2 separate regions of the Zea mays genome follow, and region 2 is linked to region 1. A link is a contact called in public Hi-C data. All regions are on one chromosome and are shown on one strand. The core of a region is the stretch at or near the end of the contact, and the rest is flanking DNA. Distances in the headings are between cores, read along the strand shown. Region 1 holds the start of LOC103641667 (regulator of nonsense transcripts UPF3-like). Region 2 holds the start of LOC100381692.

The links. A called contact is a pair of places that touch in the nucleus more often than the background predicts.
Region 2: a Hi-C map of ear shows a contact between it and region 1, with 2.6 times the contacts expected there. The contact joins the promoter of LOC100381692 here to the promoter of LOC103641667 in region 1. A contact is called at or near these places in 2 of 25 Hi-C or Micro-C datasets (ear and tassel).

Annotation. Positions count from the first base shown.
Region 1 is chr10:120,787,860-120,792,067 of Zm-B73-REFERENCE-NAM-5.0, forward strand. LOC103641667 (regulator of nonsense transcripts UPF3-like) reads right to left here and starts at 2,010. Exons shown (of 13, transcript NM_001346661.1): 1 at 1,618-2,010. The coding sequence starts at 1,757.
Region 2 is chr10:121,469,831-121,474,038 of Zm-B73-REFERENCE-NAM-5.0, forward strand. LOC100381692 reads left to right here and starts at 2,011. Exons shown (of 12, transcript NM_001174504.1): 1 at 2,011-2,143; 2 at 3,070-3,203; 3 at 3,299-3,469; 4 at 3,998-4,080; 5 at 4,188-4,208. The coding sequence starts at 3,347.

The DNA.
Region 1 (4,208 bases), core at 760-3,259:
GCTTTAAAATTAAGCAATATGCTAACATGCTCAAGCAAAGAAGCAAATTGCTACGTATGAAACAAAAAGTCCCAAACAATAAAAAAAAGGTAAACCCAGTGCCAGAGACTCCCACACGAGTGGGGTCTGGCGAAGGGATAAACCGAGGCAAGCCTTCCGCGGCTCCGCGCAAATGCAGAGAGCCTACTTCGAATCCACAACCTGGTGACTTAGTGAGACAAGCTCTCACCACTGCACCAGGTCTCTCCAAACAAGATCAAGAATAAAAAATATTGGACTAAGCATGTGGGACAAGTCACTGACAGAAAACTTTGGTAACATTATCCATGAATAAAAGAGAAAGGAAAAGGGAAATATACTGCATAACACAGTATGAAAACAGGAAGATGGAAGTGCCAAACCAGATCAATATAAGCACTAAGCAATTGGACAGGCACATCAGTTAAAAATATGAATCATTCAAGACAAAATTCCTAACAAATTTTTCTAATGTAGACACAATTACCTGTAACATTGAATTAATATATAAAACAGCCATAGGAAATCACTAACAGGTAACCAAATACTGCAAAGTAAAGAAAGTTGAATGTGTAAAGGTAGTTCTAAACTATAAGCTGAATTTAATTCTTCTCAGGGCCTGTTTGTTTACCCCAATGGATTATATAATCTGGATTATTTTTGAAGGATTATATAATCTGGATTATATAATTTGGATTATATAATCTGAGTAGTCCTGTTTGTTTACCCAGATTATCTGGCGTGTTTCTGTTGGGCGGCGGGCTTTTCTGATCCGATAGGCGCAAAAACGATTCGGTAGATTATAATGGCAATGATGGGTAATTTCTAGGAAACTTGAAAGGGTAGTGGGAAAGTGGGAAAAAATAATCTGAAATAAGCACCTCCTCACTTGCTTATGGATTATCATAATCCAAGGGGTTAGATTATATAATCTGGACAAATAAGCTAGACTGTTTGTTTGCCTCTTAGGATTATTTAATCCAGATTATATAATCTGGGGGTAAACAAACAGGCCCTCAGCAACTTGCTTTACAACTAAAGATGAAAACATAACGAGTCCAGAAGCAACAGAGATAGAATGAAAAAAAAATGAATTTGCCCTAATCAATGATTTTTTTCCATTTTAAACTCTATCAAAAGCACAGGTGGGTCAGATCAGATACATATTTGTGATGCAACAAACAGAGAGGAACAGGTAAGGAGGCAACCCACTAGTTCTAGGTTCTGACTAACACTTCAGTAGCAATCGATGCTAAATCAAATAAAGTTTAACTTGAACAGGGCTTAACTATAATTCAGATACCTCAGAAACTCTCCCAGGCCATTGCAAGCCAGAGAAAATAATTAGTTCACCAAAATCAGAGAACAAATAAAATTTGACTAACTCGGCGGCTCTATCTCCATAATACACGGATGAACACGCTAATTATTTGCGAGAAAGTGCACTAGAACTAGCAACGGAACGTAATCAGAAACATCGCAATAATAGCTTCCTACGACGGTTGATAGGTTAAACAGGATAGTTCCACAAGTCCTAATTAAGGACATCGTCCCACCCGCAGCAACGCCACAAACACTGGAAAAGCAGAGAGCGCGGACCTGGCATTCCCGGGGCGGAAGCACGCCCAGTCGTACCGCCCAGCGAAGCGCAAGTCGACCTGGTCCACAACGGCCTGCTGCGCGATCGCCGGCGGCAGCCGCCGGAGCACCACCTTCGTGCGGTGCGCCGGGTCCTTCATGTGTGCTCGCACCGTCGACGCCTCCCCGAATCTCTCTCGTGTCGTGAATCCTTGAGAACACCCCTACCGCAACACGTCTCAAACCCTAGGGCCGGGTCACATCGAAGCGAGGCGGGTCAGACGGCAGCGAGATCTGGGGACAGGACGGGGGAGGTGGCTAGGGTTTGGAGCCGGGTGGGGATTTGTCTCGCTCCTGCTTCCCTTCCCTTCGTTTCGCCGCGTCGTCGTCGCGTGGATTTTCCCCCCCTTCCGCTTCGGTAGTTTGGTGGGGGTGTGGGGTTGGTTTGGATTTAGGATGTGTAATTGGGAACTGTCGTAGATTGGGAAAGGGGAGGAGACGATAGAAAGTCAAAAGGTCATAGGTCATTCTGATAAATTTATTAGAAAGTCAAAATCGTGTCGAAAGAATTAAACGGATATTTATTTGGTACATTTTATTTTATTAATTTATTATATAAAATAGCTGAGTGTCGTACGTTGCGACGAAAATATATAATATCAGTATACTACGATAACTTATATATAAAATATGTGTTATACTGTTATAAGAAAAAGTTCCATAATCGATTTGTGATCCTAGCCATACATATTTTTTGTTATTTTAATCTAACTATTTCACCCTACATTACAATCATCGGTATCATGCAGACTTTGATATATGCCACAATTTGCATGATCTTATCATTAGAGAACATGTTCCACACATGACGGAAGAAATTTCCTCGTACGTCGTTAGTCATCAGGCACGCACCACCATACGCTCTTGCTTAAACAAAAAAGACAAGTGTATGTGTTTGCGAAGAGAATTAAAGACAGACCGACACAAAAACTACCCCGACGGTGGCGAGGATGACAAACTGGTCATTGTTGTCGACCCTCCTCTGCGTCACCTTCGGCGCCAAGATGACGCCACAGTCCTCGATATAGTAGTCGTTGAACGCGCGCGACATAGCGAGTACTGATGACTCTTGGCTGGGATGCCAAACGAAGTGCACTCCGAGCTCATCAGCGAAGTAGTACCCCTGGCTGTTGCACCACCGGATGCGTTACTCCTCTACATACATCATGTTCGAGGACACTCACACAACGTCAACAACGTCTGTCGTCCCAGCACACAAGAATTCATGGCCGGTCAGTAGCGACTTACGTGGCAGGTTAGGCTTCAAGTGGACGATGAGTTGGACGGTGTGATGGTGTCGTCGTCGGATGTGGTGCCCAGAACAATCCGAGAGTCGCCGACGTTGGCGACGACCATGAGGTCCCCCTGCTTGACGATGGACAACGCGGGGCAGCCACTCTACACCGCGTCCAAGCGGCGGCTGCGCCGGAGCTTGTCGTACACAGCGGCACATGTGACCACGTAGGACTGCTTCTAGAGGTCGAACTGGCAGTCGCCAAGCTTCTTCTCGTTGTTAATGAGCGACGCCAACGTGAGTGCCTCCTACTAAGGTGTTTGTTCAAGGTTTCTAAGTAAGAAACATGGATTCATGCTTGTCGTTGGTTTATAAAATTGACTCACAAGTCAGATCCATGAAAAAATATTACGAAGAATAAATGTCACGCATGCAAAAAAATAAATTTAAATTGAAAACATTATTCAAACAAAAGAAATTGCATGCAAGGCTATTCTTTAAATAATATTCCCTCCATCCAAAAATATAATTCAAGAATCTCGGTGATATTTATCTACTACTACACATTGTGCAAGGGTAGCAGGTGGGTTTGGGGAAAGATGTAGTAGATGTGTTTCCTGTCATAGATGTAGACATAAACACATATGTGGTGTATCATTAGCTACTGCTAGCATTTGCTTGAGAGGTCGCGGGTTCGAATCCCCTTGGGGCCATGTGTGTTTTTTTTAAATTTTAGCTAGACGTGGGTTGTACGAGGGAATGAGAATGACATAATATAGAATGGACTTTGCAGGAAGGGGGAATGAGAAAGGCAGAACTAATGAATGAGAATGACAAAATATAGAATGGTGACAGAATATGGGAATGGCCTGTGCAGGGAGGAGGAAATGAGAAAAACAGAACAGGGAATGGTGGCAGAACACGGAATGACATGCTAACCTTGCAGTCTTAACAAGTAGTAGAGATTTTATTAAAAATAAGATACAACTACTCTTTAATAAAATTAGAATAACTTATAATTTAGCATATAGTATTACATGTAATTTAGAATGAAAGAAATATTAAAGACACGAAGACGCATAGAAAATATACCAAAAAATTGAGGAAGCCAAAAAAATCCTATAATTTTATTTATTCTTACTTTATTAATAAATATGTTTCTTGTGTTACAAAAGACTTATAGCTTGTTATGTGTTATCCACATCTTTTCTCTATTCCTTAATATATGAGTTTCATAGTACGTCCTCCACCCTCGTACCCACACTTCGCCTTTCCCGCACTCTCTTCACAACTACCCCTCCATTCGTGTGCGCACCTG
Region 2 (4,208 bases), core at 761-3,260, 680 kb after region 1:
CTAATAAAATTTTGACCAACTTTAAAAGCAATGCTCAGCTCTAACCATCCTCTTTGGTAAGCCTTACACTTCACGTGAGCTCCCACCTTTGGCGAGTTCATGCACATTATTCCCCACAACTTGTTGAGCGATGAATGTATGTGAGCTCACTCTTGCTGTCTCACACCCCCCACAGGTCAAGAACAGGTAACAGGTACCGCAGGATGAGGCGCTTGGAGGATGCTGCGATGTGTTCGTGAGAGGTCTAGGCCGTCGTCTCCCAGTCAACTTCGGGTTGCTGGACCGTTGTCTCCTTATAATGTAATTATCTATTTTGTATAGAACTCCTGTTATATAGTAAATATGTGACATTCGATCCTGTGCCATGATTCATCATATGTGTGAGACTTGGTCCCAGCACACCTGATGATTATGTTCGCGCCCGGGTCTTGGTGCCCCGAAAACCCGGGTGTGACACTAGAATGGCAGGGGGGTCATAGGAAACTTCGGCAACTCATTGTTTATTTTTCTTGATTAATAATAAAGCAAATTTGTACATTTGTGATGCTCCTTTAACCTTGTCAAACAGGATCTCACTTGACATGTAATGTTGTGATACATGATTTGTCGCGTGATTCTTTTAGGGCTTATTTGGATGTATAAATATTTGAGGGGCATATAATCATATGCCCATCAATCCCCTCCAAACCCTCTACATCCGAGCAAGCCCTTACTCTCTTAGAGGCTCTGCCGATAAAAGGCACTCGCCACAACTCACAACTCGCTTGTCTACTTCGTATCTTTTCTTCACTATAAAACATTGTTTTTCCAGCAAGGCAACAGATGTCCTCTGGGCATTGTGATTTATACTGACTTTTCATTTACCCTGCAAGCTTATGCTTTCAAGCATGCATTATAACAGGAAAAAAATCTGAGGCGGGCTACTATTTCTGTACGTGCCCTGACCCTCTGTTAGACCTTGTTCGGTTATTCCTATCATATATGGATTGGATGGATTGAAAAAATTTATGAAAGATTTTGATTTGTTTGGAATTTAAACTCATCCAATCCACATGGATTGAGAGCAAAAAGAACACGCCTTAAGTGGTAAATATGGCTCCTAGAGGTGTCGATGTGGAATTTCCCACCGGGTTTAGACATCTCACACCCATCCCTATAAAGCTATACTTATCCCCATCCTCATATCCATAACCATCATAGGTATACAATTCATCACATACACATCCCTATTCAGGTATCAAATCTCCAATGGGTCCCATCTTCGTCATGAAAATTTTGATCACATTATATTTTTTATAGCATTAACAACTACACGACACCTAACAAACAATACATCACAAATAAATCTAGCATTTAACAAGAAAACATTATTTAACCATGCAACAAAGTGACACATGAACTGGCGGCGTGGGGTGACGTCTAGTTGGCCGTATGGGTTGATGGATGTGTGATTAAAAGGGTTAGGAGAGGTAAAATTATTTGTTGGGCTTATTGCCTATTAGAATACATTCCTAATTTTACTGGGTAAATATTATCCATGGATAATCCGGTTCCGATTCTGCTTTTTATACTCATACTCACATACCTAATCGGTAAAGAATTTCTCCTAAATCCGTACCCATATAGATTAAAATCTTCTTATACCTTAACTCTAGTAGAGAAATTTTCTATGACTTACCGGGTATCAGGTCCTCGTTTGTCGTTGACGAGACTGTTCGCTTGACTTCAATTAAAACTACTTTTATTATTTTTATAATGTTTTTCTATGGATTGCAGATGTAGTTGGCTTTAATGCGAAGTTGTTCCGAAGTTGTTTTTGTCACCTCAGGGGCTCCTCTCCCTGCGTGCGGGCTTTCGTTTCGTGCAGTTGTGTGGTTTGCGAGCGCAGAGCAGTTCGTGGACGTGGAGCCAGGTGGTCTGCTGCCCGAAGAAGCCACACTACGCTCCACGCATCGCGTAGACGGCGTAGTTGGCTCGCGGGACCCCGGAGTCAGCATCGCGCCGCTCTCTCCCGAAGCTCGCGCGTCTCCTCGGCGCCCGGAGCGAGCCTGAGGCGCGCGGACAAACGATGTCCTCGCCGGCGGCGGCGACGCTGCACCCTTCCCCCACCTTCCTTGCCTCCGGCCCTCGCTACCGCCGCCGCGTGAGTGCTCTTGTGATTCTTCCCGCTCCCCCCCCCGAGTGTAATTTGGTGATGTATTCGGCTGGTGGAATCCACGCGCAGCGATACGGTTAGTAGGGTTCCAACGCCGTACCTCGTTCCGAAGCTGCCATATTCTTCTGGGAGGCCGCTTAACCATGGATCATCTGGTTCTAATTGACACGAAACTGTACAGTTGAGTGAGTGTTAGATTTGGAGGCTGATCCGGACACAATTGTTTGGATGATCGTTTTGTACCGAAGGGCCAGATTGATGGTTTGGATTTTCAGTATATGCTCGATCTGCGGGGGTAAGACCTTCCCCACAACATTTCATTTAAGAGACCTTCAAACCCTCGAACTCTTGCACCATACACAATGGTACTGTAGCTCATGTGAGAATGTCCGCGACTGAGACCAGGCCTTAAACCCGTGCTTTGATGTCGGACAGACGAGACTACAAGAGTCAAATTCAGAGGAGAGCTACTCAAATCACCTAACCAACTCAGCTAGAAGTACTCACCACCTAACCAACTCAGGTAGAAGCCCTTTCACGATTGTCAGTATATGCTATACACATAAATCATGATTTCCAGGTATGACACATACTGATTCAGTGATTCTGTTAGATAATGGTAGTTTGTTGGAGTGCTTCATTAAGCAGGAGAAAAATGGATATATCACACACACACACTACAAGTTGCTTGTCTGAGCCTTGTGCGTGTAACATTCAAGATTGAACGCGGCAAACCGACTGGGCTGTTCCAGAATAAGTTTGGTCTAAAGTAGCCATATGGTTTACGCCCATTCTGGCATCTGTTTAGTTTCCTTTGTTTACTTATATTCTGTTCAGTATAATGTTTGTTCATCCTGCTACATAATTTTGTTCTCAAAACTAAGTTTGCTTACTCTGGCGATGATCATTTGCAGGGACATCCATCTTCGAAGGTCAGCTTCCGAAGGTTGGCGCCACGATTAAAGGTCAATGCACTTTTTGGATGGCCTAGGGGGGACACGACAGCACGTGAACTGATCCCTCCTGCTGAATCCTATACGCTCTCAGGGTCAGCCTCAGAGGTGTTTGTGTTTCTTGAGTGAACTCCTTTTTGAGGACCTATGCACCTAATTCATGATTTCCTTAATCACTCGTTTATTTCAGGTAGGTGCAAAACCACGTGAGGTGTCTATATCTGTTGCTTCTTCAATCATGGACATTCCTGCTGCGGATTGGGATGCCTGTGCGTGTGATTTAGATGATCCTGGAAATTTTAACCCTTTCCTTACTTATGCATTCCTCTCAAGCTTAGAAGAATCAGGTTCTGCGGTCAAGGTAAGCACATAAAGCACCATGTATTCTCGTCGGATCATTATAAGACATTTCAGTTTTAATCACTGTTCACCTACTGCCTATACAGTTGTTTTGCCCGAATAATGGCTAAACGATAGGTGACTGACTGTATAGCGTTTAGTGTTTATGTGAACACTAGTTTTAGTCGCTAAGTACCCAAGCTCCATTATATGCATGCACAATGTTGAATACATTGGTTTTGACGATAAATTTGCTGTGTTTAATTGACAACAGAACCACAAACAAGATTTGTCTGCAATATCACTAGGCAAATTGAGACATCACAAATTATGAATGACCTATGATGAGGGAGTTCCTTTTCTATGTGCTTAGCAGTTAGCACCCATATGATTGTGATTCTTAATTCCACAGTTTCTTTCTTTTTGAAAAATATTGCCATAGATTGAACAAATATTAGATCTAATTTTTATTCTGTACCAATAATCATGGATGTACACTCTGTTATCTTATTGTCTTCCTTGTGACCTTGGTCGCCTCGACTGATTTCAGGAAACTGGCTGGTTACCTTTTCATATTGTTGCACGGGATGAGAATGGACATATTATAGGTGTTGTTCCACTTTACCTTAAAAGGTTTAACATCGTTAACAAAATATCATCTCCTGTTTTCCTACTTGCGATGTAGTAGGTTCTCGTTTTATCTTGTTCATTGTCTGAGAGACAACATTGTGAACTTGCAGCCATTCTAGGGGAGAGTTTGT